Regions from separate parts of the Mus musculus genome. Here regions 1 and 3 are each linked to region 2. Evidence: chromatin contacts called from public HiChIP or PLAC-seq data. All regions are on one chromosome and are shown on one strand. The core of a region is the stretch at or near the end of the contact, and the rest is flanking DNA. Distances in the headings are between cores, read along the strand shown. Region 1 overlaps Begain (brain-enriched guanylate kinase-associated). Region 2 has its middle 37 kb from the start of Gm34554. Region 3 has its middle 36 kb from the start of Dlk1.

Region 1 (4,256 bases), core at 109-2,608, 930 kb after region 2:
CCACTTTCCACGACCCTGTTCCCTAGGCCAGGCCAAACCTTCGACACTCACAAAATAGATCAAACAGTAGCGGGACACCCCCTACCTGCCACAGGCACTCCGTGGAGACCCTTGGCCTAGCACTGGCCGCTCAATCTTTGTTGCATCTGTTTTCTGAGTCTGTCTTGTTCAGCAATGCATGGGGGAGGAGGTCCCACACTGTCATCTGGCAGAAACAAGTCACCCCCTCCCTAGGCAGGACCCAGAAAGGGTGCTGGTCTGGAGCCTAGCTAGGGTCCAGCTTCTCTAGACTGTTGGGCCCCTTGGGGTAGGACGGGTACAGGTGCTGGGGACATCTTCGTCCTTGGGGGTTAAGTTTGTTCCCGCTGGTGTGAGGTGAGACACCTAGGGAGGCCTGTTGTCTGTCTGTCTGTCTGTCCGTCTCTGTCGGCGATGCTGGTGTAGCCCTGGCCTCGGGGCCAGGGTTGGGCCCCTTTGCTATGACCTGTCCCCATTCTCCTCTCCTCCTCACGCCCGTTCCAGCTGCCCTCGGACTTCCAACAGCGCGTGAGCCTGCACATGGAGAAGCATGGCTGCAGCCTGCCGTCCGCACTGTGCCATCCGGCCTACGCCGACAGCGTGCCCACCTGCGTCATCGCCAAAGTGCTGGAGAAGCCGGACCCGGGCAGCCTGTCCTCGCGCATGTCGGATGCCTCGGCCCGCGACCTGGGCTACCGCGACGGAGTGGAGAAGTCGGGCCCGCGGCCCCCGTACAAGGGAGACATCTACTGCAGCGACCCAGCTCTCTACTGCCCCGACGAGCGGGAGCACGCCCGGCGACCCAGCGTGGACACGCCGGTGACCGACGTGGGCTTCCTGCGGGCGCAGAATTCCACCGACAGCGCGGCGGAGGAGGAGGAAGAGGCCGAGGCGGCGGCCTTCCCGGAGGCCTACCGTCGGGAGGCCTACCAGGGCTACGCGGCCTCGCTGCCCACCTCCAGCTCCTACTCCAGCTTCAGCGCCACGTCCGAGGAGAAGGAGCACGCGCAGGCCGGCACGCTGACCGCCTCGCAGCAGGCCATCTACCTGAGCAGCCGCGACGAGTTCTTCAACCGCAAGCCCTCCGCCACCTACGGCAGCGGCCCTCGCTTCGCCAAGGCCGCGTCCACCCTGGGCTCCCCGCTGGAGGCCCAGGTCGCCCCAGGCTTTGCTCGGACTGTGTCTCCGTACCCGGCCGAGCCCTACCGCTACCCGGCCTCCCCCGGCCCCCAGCAGGCTCTCATGCCTCCAAACCTGTGGAGCCTGCGGGCCAAGCCGAGCGGGAACCGGCTTGCCGGGGAGGACATTCGAGGCCAGTGGCGGCCCGTGAGCGTGGAGGATGTGGGCGCCTACTCCTACCAGGCCGGCGCCGCTGCCGGCCGCGCTGCCTCGCCCTGCAACTACTCGGAACGTTACTACGGCGGCGGCGGCGGCGGGGGCGCCGCTGGCGGCGGCAGCCCCGGCGACAAGGCCGAGGGCCGTGCCAGTCCCCTCTATGCCACCTACAAGGCCGATAGTTTCTCGGAGGGCGATGACCTGTCTCAGGGTCATCTGGCCGAGCCCTGCTTCCTCCGAGCAGGTGGCGATCTGAGCCTCAGTCCCAGTCGTTCGGCTGATGCGCTCGCTGGCTATGCAGCCAGTGATGGGGATGGAGATAGGCTCAGGGTGCAGCTGTGTGGGGCTGGCAGTAGCCCGGAGCCCGAGCATGGCTCCCGCGAGTCCCTGGAGCCTAGCTCCATGGAGGCCTCTCCTGAAATGCACCCTCCCACTCGCCTCAGCCCCCAGCAGGCCTTCCCAAGGACTGGAGGCTCTGGGCTGAGCCGTAAGGACAGTCTCACTAAAGCCCAGCTCTACGGTACCCTGCTCAACTGACTGCTATCAGCAGACTGCAGTCAGGCGCTCCCTACCACCCTGCCCCATATAGGGAGTAGCTAACCCCACCCCCTCGTCCCAACCCCTGCCAAGGAAGTCCAGTTCCAGTTTCGCCTGACCCTCCTACTACCACCCCAGTAGAACCTGAAGAGACCCCCTCTGGCGCGTCGTCTTGTCCACCCCAGCCTCTGCTACAGACCCCCCAGCCTCTGCTACAAACCCCGAATATTTCTGCTCTGCACCCTTCCCTGAAGTGAGCATCCCCTGTTTTGTAAGTGAAGCTATTTTTTTAGGGAAAGAGAGTGTTTCTTCACGCACTTGCCGCTAGATTCTGGGTGGCAGCCTTGGCAAACCCCACATGAAGGTCCTTCATTTCCAGTGAGGGTGCATGGGGCCTGCCCCAGGGAAGGGGAGGCTGGGACCCTAGAGGGACCAGTCTCCACAAGAGGGGAGAAGCCAGAAACAAGGGAACAAGTGGGAAGTTCTGTACACTGAGGAGGGGAACCAAAGCCACTTAGGGCGCAGAAAATGTCTTCTGCTCTCGTCTCACAGTGCAGCCAGCACTCCGCCCTGATCCACCCTGAGCTTTTCCATGGCCCGGCCTGTGGGCCCAAGAGAGGCCAGGGACACCCCCAGAACAGCCGGTGCTCGTTCCTCCCCTTCCCCTCCCGACACCACCTGACTCTACCTCAGACATGAGGCTCCTCCCTCCTCCCACCCCTGTGAACCTGTCTTCTGTGATGCATGCCAGTCTCTTAGTACTGTATCTCGAACTCCTTAATAAAGGACAGCAGTGGAAAGAGCCCAGGTTTGCATTGTTTCTTTCCGGGCATCATTAACCAGTACTGAAGAAGGGGCCTTGGTGTCCCTCACTGGACCCTGTTGGCAGAGCCACCAACACTGTCCTCTGATGGCACTGCTGTGTCTCTCTACTTGTGACTCACCCTGCAGGGGTCTACACAGCTTGCCTTCCAGTTCATGCAAGCCAGACACAGACGCAGGCCTGTGTCTTTGCTTCCTGCTCATGTCACCCCGTTTCTCTGTGTGCCTGGCTATCTGACACACGGCCATTCAAACCCTGAAAATGAACTGTGGGGTTTTCAACAAGGCCTAGGACGGTGGCTCCTTCCTGCAGAAGGGTTCTCCATTTGCCTCCTGTGGACACCCATGGCCCTTTCCTGTTGAGAACTACCTCATCCCAGCTCCATGCCCCGCAGCTCTGTGCCTTGAAGCTCCGTGCCCCGCAGCTCTGCCTTGGCCTTCAAAGCTAGCAGCCATCAGAGCACTGGGTTGCTGTTGCGCAGAACCCCCAGGCTGTGCATCCCTCTCCCCAGATCTCTGGGTTGAGGTCTCATGATTTCCTTTTGTCCCCTGTGTTAGAGCCATCCAGCCAGCCCCATGCTGGCCCTGCCCCACCCACCCCCAAGAAGCTGGGAGAGAGGGAGACAGATGTAATGCTAGGCTCAGAACTTTAAGGATAAAGGGCCTCATAGACTCCAAATCAGGGAGAGTTCTCACTGTCCTAGAGGAGAGAGGAGATGGGGTCAGGAGAAGCTCATACCAGCTACTGAAGGATGCACAGGAGTTCACGAGCGAACTCCAGCAAAGGCCCAGGTAGATGACAGCAGGACATTCTAAAACAGTCCGTGCTCTCTGGTGCCTCTCTGACAAGAGAGCCCTGGGGCCACTAGTTTCCAATGTTCTGTGCCCATACCTGTTGTCATAGGGGACAGTAGCTCCTGCCAGTCCCCATATGCCCAGATTACCAGGTGAAGCCTGGTAGGGGACCCCTCATTCACAGACCACCCTCTCAGGAGTCCATTCAGACCCTGCCTAGTCTACAACAATGTCCATGCTCAACCATTGGGAACAACCCATAGCCCCTCCCCCGAGACCCCAATAGGAAGTGCATGGCCACACTCCCACTGGTTGGCTATCACCAGAGGCAGGGCTAATTTCCCCCTTTCTTTCTATCCAGAGGACACTGGCCCTTTCCTGGGCCTTCTAGATGGTTGGCAACCTCCTGTATGGAGTCCAGCTGGGTTGGTGGAGTATGGAGAGCCATTTGGGAGACAGTGAAAGGAATCAAGGATGCAGGCTTCAGGGACAGGTGGTCCTGCCATGCCTCTGTGCCCTTTAAGAAGGAGCCTCCTCAGCAAGACACGGAGGGCCATGGCCACCCTGCGGGGGTGGGGGTGGGGGTCGGGGGATGTGTGTTAGTACAACTCAGATGAAAGTCACAACCTGACTCGGAGAGCAAGACAGGAGTGGGTCCAACGTGTACAGGCATCTCTAGACAAGGCAGCTCTGCTCCCAGGATCCCTCTGCTTTGATGCTGCAGATTGCAGATGTGAAAGTGGGATGGG
Region 2 (4,568 bases), core at 1,568-4,067:
CTGCTGGCCTAGGAGGAAAAGGACATCTGCATCACAGCGTGTGTCACAGTTATGCTTCCTCGCTGTGATGTGATGACTATTTTAACTAAGACACAGATATTGTGTTCACATTTACCTACTTGTCTGCAAGATGTTCTGTAGTATTTAATTTATTTACATATCTATCTCTCCCTCCTTCTCTTTCTCTGTCCCTCTCTTCCTCCTTTCTCCCCTCCCTCCCTCCCTCCCTCCTCCCTCTCTGTCTTTGAATATCTGTGTGTGTGTGTGTGTGTGTGTTGTGTGCACACACATGTGGAAGGCATGTGTGTTCGTGTGCATGTATAAGTGTGTGCATGCACATTTGTGAACACGAGCGTGGAGGCCAGACACCAATCTTGAACACTGTTCTCAGGAGTCATTCATGTTGCTTGTGAACATGGAGCCCACTGATTTAGTCAGGCTGCTGGTTGGCGAGCCCTAGGGATTTTCTCACTCCTCCAGGGCAGGCATTACAAGGGTGTTTGCCACCAGAGCTGTACTTTTCGAATGGGTTCTAGGGATGGAACGCAGGTTTTCATTCATGCATGAATGTGTCCTTAGAGTAATCTCTTCTGTAGTGTGACTGAGCTTTGCAGTGAGCTGTGATGAAGACCACAAGACCCTCTGCTCCTATGCACATGGGCTTTCTGGCCTGCTCCACAGGCCTCATGGTGACCCTGGGGTTCTTTTGGCTGCCATGCCGTTCCCCCTCTACCCCTTCTTCTTCTGATCCCTGAGACTGATCAAGTCAGAGGCCACAGAGGTTTCTTGTTGTGCCTTTCCCTGAGTCTAGAAGCAGTGAGGGAAAATCCCACTGCCCAAGGCCTGCCTCAGGAGAGTGTGAAGCAATCTCTCTTGTCCTCCATGAGCAACCCTGACCTGACAATACCCTGCTAGACTGGGAACTCTTTGTGGAGGCCGTGGTGGGGTTAGGAGACAGGGAGAGCATCAGGGTGTGCCTCGGGGCCTACCAGGTTCTGCGAGTGTATCAGTAGACAAGGGAGATGACCATCCCTCCTGCTGTGCACCTCTGTCCCCAGGAGAGGCTGTCCATCGATCTTCTTTCCAAGGGCGTGCTGGCTGCATGCAAGTGCATAGGCTCACCACTCCAGGTCTGGGGTCTCGAACTCAGGCAGCTGCCCTAGGATGTAACCACCAAATGGACTTTTTTCCTGTTGGCATGGGGTGGGGGGTGGGGGGCAGAGATATGGGGTTACCTGAAGGACCTGGAGCAACACCCAGGAGGTAAGATCTAAGATTCACTAAGGAAGCAGAGACCCCGGAGTGCTCTTTAAGCCTTCCCTATTTGGACCTAATAGAAGGGAATATCCACACCAAACACCTGAGGGGCCAGCTCCTCACACACAACAGATGGCCAGGGTCTGAGCTGACACTCCCTCTCATTTGGATGGCCTTGCAGACTGAGGTCATCTGCAGGATCCAGGCAATGGGCTCTCCAGACCCTTTAGACCCAACAACCTGAGAAGGGAGGTTTGCCCTGAGCAGAGGCAAGCCCCACAACAAGGAAAGATAAGCTTAGCATCGCTGTCAGATCTAACAAATAACAATGCAGATCACTAGTTAGTGTGGGTTCTAGTGTTTAGTGCTAGCATGTTCCAAACATGACTGCTTATCAGGAAGTTGCATATAACTGGACACCTGACATGCCACTCAGGAATCCAGAAAGGAGGCTGACTTCTGACCAGCCATTGAAAACTCTCCCTACCTGTTGACCCCATCCTCTGTTGCATCTCTGACCATGAGGGTCCCTCCACTTCTCACTGCCAAGCTCTTTGCTCCCAAAACTCCCTCATCCCCAGTGATCCTGACAAAGTGCCCCATTGGGTGGGAATTGGCCTTTAGCCCCCACTGCTACATGGTGGGTTCCTGCTTCTGGAAATCTTGGAGGCTTCAGTTTGGGTTCCCCCCTCTAGTTCACCTCAGTGTTAGAGGAGGCCCGAGGGTGTCCCTCCATGGGGGAATGCTGAGAAGTCACTTGACACAGCTCCTGGGTCCTTACCATCAGACCCTGAAGTGCTAAGCTCACAAGATGTTGCTTCTGAGCTCTGACACCCCTCAGGAAATGACTGAGAACTATTGCCAGGGCATGACTTAGCAGAGGCCACCAAGAGCTGGTGGCAGAGCAGAGGTATCTTCAGGTGGAGGACTTTGGGGTGCTGGTCATTTTCTTTGAGCTCCTGGTGGTATGGTACCGGAGGCGGCCCCTCTCTCCCCTAGGCAGGGTGGAGTGTCCGTTTGCAAGCTGACCGAAACTCCGTGGGTCTGGAGGTCTCAGGCCAGAAATGTTTTCATTTTCCCAGAGGGTAAATGCGCTCCTGCCTGGGTGGTAAGTGGAGCCCTGTGATTGGTTTACCATCTACTCTAGCCCCAGGCCCTTGGGCACGGAGGACGGCCACTGGGGGGCAGTGCTAGCCAGGAGACCTGGCAGGGATCCACCCTCCTCCCGCCAGAGGCCCTGCGGCAGGGAGCTGTGCATACCAGACTCTTACTCACAGTGAGTGAGGATCAAGGTAGTGCTGGACTCTGGGCTTTCTCCTAATGTCCAGAGCCACACCCATCTGGACTCCCCCCTCCATCTCTTTCTCTCCCAACACACACACACACACACACACACACACACACACACACGCACGCACGCACACACGCACGCACGCACGCACGCACAGGCTCAGATTAATTTACCCAGCCTACTTCTTTATCTCCAAAACTGAGCCCAGTGTCCAGTGCCGCTTTGAGGGTGCTCCACATTCCATCAAGGTCGCTCAGCCTCAGCTTTGGCCCTGGGATGGGTTATGCTGCACTGACTGTCCCCCTTGCTAGACTGCAGTGCCAGGAAGTCTTCCATCCTAGCCAGTCCCAGTACCCATTTTACAAATGGCAAAACCAAGGCCCTGAGACAGGTAGTGACTTACCCAGGGACACACAGAAAATTAGGAATGGTTTCCCTGTTCTTCCTCTACGCCCCTTCTGCATACACACTGGGTGGCACTCAAATCTCGAGGACCTTAGGAGGCCCACCCCTGCATCAATGTCCCCCATGTCCTTCCCCTGCAGATTCCAGACCTCCTAGGGCCAATGCCTAACACTCTCCTGTGTCCTGTACTTAGCTCACAGTGGGCCTCACTGCAGGCAGGGCTCTTGCTTTCTGCAAATCTCCTCTTCTGTGGAATGGGGCATGCCTGAACCCTTGAGAGTCTGCAGGGAGAGAATGTATGCAAATTCCTGGAGAGTTCCAGGTGTTTAGGCATGAGCACCCAGTGGCCATCTATCTGCATTCAGTCTCCCTACCCTGTCCCAAGGTCCCTGGTGCTCTCCCACTGATGCTCCTGTTCTAGACGCCCCCGCTCCCCAGCCTGAGACAATGGATCCACCTGGCAGGAGGCTCATCTGGGCTCTGAGATACTGCCCCCTGTCTTCTTCAGTATTCAGTCCCAGGCAGGGTGGGCTCAGAGAGAAGAGATGCCCTGTGGCTTGGCACACACAGAAGGGACAGGGTGGAACATGTGGGTAGCCTGTGGCTTTCCTTAGGAGGTGTCCACCTGTCTGCTGTTGCAAACAATCACACACACACAGACACACACACACACACACAGAGAGAGAGAGAGAGAGAGAGAAGAACAAGCCATGTGAGGGAAGGTGGCAGCAAAAGGGGGTGTTAGGGGAGACATTCCTGAGGAGGCCCCGCAGTCATTACACATCAGTAGCTGGGTTTTTTTGTTTTGTTTTGTTTTGTTTTGTTTTTTGCCTCAGCTCCTCAGAGAGCTCCTCCGCGTGTCTCCTGGGCTTTGCCAGCTACTCTGAAGCTGCCAAGGTTTTCTGACATGGAAGCACAACTCTCCCTCACTTCTAGGCTGAGTGAGCTGTTTCCCATGAGTCTCAGAGCAAGCCAGGGGCAACAGCAAGAGCAATAGCATGGATGTACCAAGGCCACTGTCCCTGTCCCCTTATGCTGCCTGTACAGCTGCCCTACCCTCTCCTGTGTGTGTGGGTGTTCATGTGTTTGTGTGTTTGCATGTATGTGCATGTTCATGCGTGTGTGTGTGTGTGTGTGTGTGTGTGTGTGTGTGTTCATGTGTTTGTGTGTGCATATTCATGTGTGTATGTGTTCATGCGTGTGTTCATGTGTTTGTATGTTTATGTGTATGTATGTATGTGTGTGTGTGTGTGTGTAGGCCAAAGGTCAATGTCAAATGCTTTCTCAGTCACTTTCCCACCTTAATTTTGGAGACAAGGGTCTCTCATTGGCCTGGAGCTCCCAGGTCCGCTAGCCTGGCTGGCTGGTGAGCCCCCGGGATCCTCTCGTTTCCTCTGCTGGGGTGGCAGGTACACACTGCCTGGCTTCTTACAGCATTCAGCTCCTCAAGCTTGTGTGGCCTGCACGTCACCAATTCAGCCACCTCCAGGCCCCAAGTCTTGTTTTGAACAGTTCATTTTCAAAGCCTCCTCACAAGCCGGCTTCCTCTGTGTGCTTGGTGGCTTCCGCCCAGAAGTCTGGCCACAGTGTTTACTGCCCTGTGGGGTGGCCTGGA
Region 3 (4,402 bases), core at 327-2,826, 540 kb after region 2:
ATTAGCAAGGAGAGCTCACTGGGTGAACTGTCTCCCATGCTATCATAAGGACCTGAATTCAGATTCCCAACACCCATGTAAAACTCAGACATTGTGACGCATGAATGTCACCCCAGCACTGGAGTGGTGGAGACTGAGACATCTTCTGAGGTAGTGGCCAGCCAGCCTGGTGGAATCCATGAGCTCCGGATTCTGTGTGAAGCCGTGTCTTATTTTGAGTAAAGACAGCGATCGAGGAAGATACCCAGCGGCGCCAACCTCTGGGTTCCACACATGCAGGCACCCTCGTAAACATGTGCAGAAAAAAAAAAAAAGCAATAAAAATAAACAAAACAGTAGCTGCTGTTATTAGGATTCCCACGTTCTGGGGTAAACTGAGGCACAGTCACCTTGGTTTGCCAACGATTTGCAGTGGGTGAAAGACACTGGCCTCCATAGCCTATGAACTTACGTCTGAAGAGTCTCAGCTTCCCTACCCCACCTTCTCATTCTGTGGCCAAGAGTAGAGGGAAACTGTCACCTTAGGGCCTGGAGGCACCTTTCACTTGAGTGAGCTACCCAAGACGCCATGAAAATGAATAAATCTTTATTTAAAAGCCATCAGTGCATGCTTGTCATTCCGGGGCCCAGGAGATGATGCTCAGCAGCCACATAGCTTAGTCTTAATGAGACATCTTCAGGCTGAGTAAGAGATCCCTATCTTACACCTCAAAGTGGACAGGCAGCACCTCACAGACACTGAGACGGTATTTACACAGACAGTGAGAAATGTCACTGAGCTCCACCTCCGACCTTCACATAAGACGCACACCCAGGCACTCAAACACACGTGAACATTCATGGGCACGCGTGCACACAGCATTACCGGCTCAAGCCTGAAAGACCTTGTTCCACACCTCTCTTTAATGTGGGGTGTGGTGAGCTAGACTGGGAAAGCTGATGGTGGTGGCAGCAAACACCCTGAATTCCAGTCTCCATTCTACCTACCCTTAGCAGCTGTGTGGCCTTGTGTGCATTACCTCCACTCTCTGTGCCTCTGGATCACCCCCTCTGTAGCTTGAGAGCTAGCCCTGCCCTTTACACAGTGAGTCCTGGGCCTAGAAGGAACAATGCCTGCAGCTTACCACACTTAGAGAAGACTTCATGCCTATCCTGGCTCACAGACCTGTCTCCCAGGCCTGTGTCATGTGCCACTGAGTGTCGCTTGTGGGAACATCCTTTGGGGACTGTCTTGCTTGTCTTGTTGTCCCCATTGCTCTATGAATTTGATTTAATAGGGTCCAGCAGCCCCCCCCCCCCAGTCCAAGTTTGGCCACGGTTTCCCCAGGGATACATGACAGAGGGACAATCCAAAGATGTGACACAAGCAGGGGCTGAGCAGCTCCCTAGCAAGAGGAAAATTCTAGAACGCGAGTCAGGGCTCCATCCCTTGGTTTTTAAGATTCCCTGAGCTTCCCACTTGCAGTAGAAACAGCTTACTTTCAGATTAGTCAGCCAGTGTGAGTCAGTCAGGGCCTCACCAGCCCTGCCTGTGGAATATTGATGCAGTCTGCTCTGCCAAGGGGGCGGAGGGGCCTCCTGGGGGCCCAGGGCCCCTGCCTGCAGCCATTCCATCCGTTTCAAGGTTTGCTCAGTGCCTCACCACGCACACAGGCAGCCCCTTCCTTGTTTCTCTGGCCCAACATCACCGCCCCCCCTCCAGAGACAGGGTGATTAATCCCCCCATACCGGAGGAGCAGGGGCCAAGCAGCCACATAAGTCATGCCCACGCTGACAGCAGGCAAGGTAGACGCCCAGAGCTTTGGCCTTGGTGCACGTTGGGGAGGGAGGCCCCATTGGCCTTCTGCTCTGAAGGGGGAGAGGGGCCTGGAAAGCAGATTGCACACAGAGCAGTGTTGTCTCCAAGAGGAGAGGGGAGAGCAGCCCACACCCTTTGAGGCGCCATAGTCCCCTCCTTCCTGGATTCACGTGCTCTCATTCCTTCATGTGCTCACAGCCCTTTGCTGATCGCCCCCCTCCCTGGGGCTCCCAGTGGAGCCCTGCCTAGACCTAGACTGGCCGTGGGGTCTTGTGGAGAGAGACAGCTCCCACATGAGGGACACCCAGGGAAAACAGGCCACGTGGGCCTAGTAAGGTGAGGCCGCCTGGCCGTGGAGGGGCGTGCAGGCAGAACTGTAGGGAGGAGAAGCCTCAGCTTGAAGCCCAGGGTTGGATCCCGAGGAAGTGGCATTCCTGGCTCATTGTCACTGTGGCATGGGGACCAGAGCGAGAGGGGCCTGTGAGACAGAGGACATGGCCTTAGCAGGGATGAGACAGAGGACAAAGGCAATAATGTATGAACCAGAGGGGGAGGTCAACCCCGTCTCTCCAGATGTCCCCAAGGCTGCATGTGGAGCCAGGATGGGGTTTCTGGGGAGGGCTGGGGGGTATTCAGGAAAGCTGCTGTAAGGTCACAGGAGGGCCAGTGGAAAATGTCTTCACCTGTCTGGAGCCTGTCCCCAGGGTGGGGAGAAGGACAAGAGGGAGAGTCAGCTCTTCATTCCTTCTAGCTGACAAGGAGCTTAGACTTGTCTGCAGTTGACAGATTCCAGGATTCTCTACCTGTCCCTTACCCTCCTCACTGTAACTCCAACACACCCAGCTCTGACATTTCTTGGCCTCCCTCCATTCTCTAGGGGGTCACCTAAGTCCTCTGAGATCATGTTTAGAATGTTGCAGAAACCCGGGGCCGGATTGGATTGCCTGGCTCTCCTCCCATTGTTTTGTAGGCCTCTCCTGAATTGCTGGAGATGTGGGGAAAGCGAAGACGCAGGATATTCCTGCCTGGTGCCCCCTGTCCATCCCTGAGCTACATACACAAAGAAAATCGGCTCTCCCTTGAGGTTAATCCATTCTCCTTTCCAAGGGTCAGGTCCAGGAAGGTGGCCTTTACAGCAGCTTGGGTCATGTTTTCCCCCCAAGGTCTCAGGATGATGATAGCCCACCCAAGACATGGAGGTCATGGTCAGACAGGAACAATAGTCAGTCAGGACCCCAGGACCAGGAGAAGATGGCTGCCACCTGGAGGCTGTCTGGATTTAGCAAGAAGAACCCAGCATGTCCCCACTTCTGGTTAAGAAGTTTTAGAGTTTGGAGGGGTTGCAGTGGGATCAGTGGTACCACCAGCATGGAGGGAGTAAGTTGGGAGGCCCAGGACTCCAAGTAGCGCTAGGACAGCCCCTCCTTATGCTCACAGCTCCTCCTTCACTTGCCATGAGCCCTGACTCTGACAGGCCTAGAAAGGAGGCTCAAGTAGAGCAGGGGACATAGGGTTTGGTCCCTTCAAGGCTCTGGGAGGGACCTAGAGGGGATCAGAGAACACCTGGCAGTGGGAAAGCCTGAGCCAGACCCACAAGTCTGAGCGCAGCCTGGGTGACGCTCTCCCTCCTTCTGCCTTTGAGACAGGGATGGGAGCTTCAAGTGGTTAAGCCAATCGTGACAGAAGGGGAGAGGTGCGAGGTGGGCGACCCCTGCCAGACACGTCTACTTTGTGTTCTTTTCATTGAGCTGCCCTTTGGCCCACAGCACTCACAGCTCTAGCTGGATTTGTTCCCTGCCTTTGAGTCTTGTCATGCCAAGTTCACTGACTGGCTATGGGAATTTCAGGTGTGCAATGCACCCACATGCACAGGCCTTGTCCCTGACAGTTCTCTGCTATCTCTCTGAATGTCGGCTCATCCTAAGTGCCCAGGGAGAGAAAGAGGAAGGGCTGCCCACAGTGGGAGTGTGGCTTCATCATGGATAGATTTTCTTTCTCCATAGAAGCTTTAAATCATAATTCCTTACCTGTGAATTCTTATCCTAGTGTGACTGAATGTGGAGGGCCTTGCTCACACAGAACGCAATGTCTTGAGGTCTTATCCACACAACACTGGAGTTCTAGGGTTTTAGTTGGGTCTTACATCCCATCTAGTTTCTTGAAGTTGCACACACACCTCCTTGAATCTCTCAGGACCTACCTTTACACAAACTTGAGTCTTTTGAGGTCTAATTCAACAGTGAGTCTCTCAGGGTCTCTCACACTCAACATCGACTCTCCTGGGGTGTTAATCAACATGGGGGTCTCACCCACTCAACATGGAGTTTTCGAGGGTTGCATTCACTTAATGTTGAATCTCTTGGTGCCTCTCAGAACACTGAACCTTTTTGGTATCTCACCCAACACTGAGTCTCTCAGGGTCTCACCCATGCAACATTGACTCTGGGAGGGTCTCTTGGGTCTTCACTCAAATACCAAGTAAGATGTAGCTCAGATCTCACCACATCTCCCTGGGTCTGCAGGCTTTCGCACACAACTGAAACCTCACACTCATGCCTGTCCCTTCTCTTGAGCCCCCTTGGCATCCTGTGTTGAGACAGGTCC

What was found. HiChIP or PLAC-seq counts read pairs in DNA pulled down with a chosen protein or histone mark.
Region 1: a contact with region 2 is called in an H3K27ac HiChIP or PLAC-seq map of differentiating embryonic stem cells, with 8 times the contacts expected there. The contact joins two enhancer-like sites. A contact is called at or near these places in 1 of 39 promoter capture datasets (trophoblast stem cells), 2 of 15 datasets of contacts at CTCF or cohesin (large pre-B cells and pro-B cells), 2 of 484 Hi-C or Micro-C datasets (embryonic stem cells and nephron progenitors), 6 of 115 datasets of contacts at active chromatin or transcription factors (differentiating embryonic stem cells, embryonic stem cells and large pre-B cells) and 2 of 9 other capture datasets (embryonic stem cells and embryonic trunk).
Region 3: a CTCF HiChIP or PLAC-seq map of the NIH/3T3 cell line shows a contact between it and region 2, with 6 read pairs. The contact joins two enhancer-like sites. A contact is called at or near these places in 1 of 15 datasets of contacts at CTCF or cohesin (the NIH/3T3 cell line), 1 of 484 Hi-C or Micro-C datasets (cranial neural crest), 7 of 115 datasets of contacts at active chromatin or transcription factors (differentiating embryonic stem cells, embryonic basal ganglia, embryonic stem cells and 1 more) and 1 of 9 other capture datasets (embryonic stem cells).

The regions. Positions count from the first base shown.
Region 1 is chr12:109,030,618-109,034,873 of GRCm38.p6, reverse strand. Begain (brain-enriched guanylate kinase-associated) reads left to right here. Exons shown (of 7, transcript NM_001163175.1): 7 at 523-2,692. The coding sequence ends at 1,890. Among named protein-coding and RNA genes, the nearest start is that of Gm52002, 13 kb to the left of the region's middle. Within about 2 kb of position 1,358, at least 20 of the 459 cell types and tissues checked have an H3K27ac peak or open chromatin away from gene starts, as enhancers often do. A contact at or near this core is called in differentiating embryonic stem cells, where this site is marked.
Region 2 is chr12:109,956,785-109,961,352 of GRCm38.p6, reverse strand. No RefSeq gene overlaps it. Among named protein-coding and RNA genes, the nearest start is that of Gm34554, 37 kb to the right of the region's middle. Within about 2 kb of position 2,817, at least 31 of the 459 cell types and tissues checked have an H3K27ac peak or open chromatin away from gene starts, as enhancers often do. A contact at or near this core is called in the NIH/3T3 cell line and differentiating embryonic stem cells, where this site is marked.
Region 3 is chr12:109,415,170-109,419,571 of GRCm38.p6, reverse strand. No RefSeq gene overlaps it. Among named protein-coding and RNA genes, the nearest start is that of Dlk1, 36 kb to the left of the region's middle. Within about 2 kb of position 1,576, at least 98 of the 459 cell types and tissues checked have an H3K27ac peak or open chromatin away from gene starts, as enhancers often do. A contact at or near this core is called in the NIH/3T3 cell line, where this site is marked.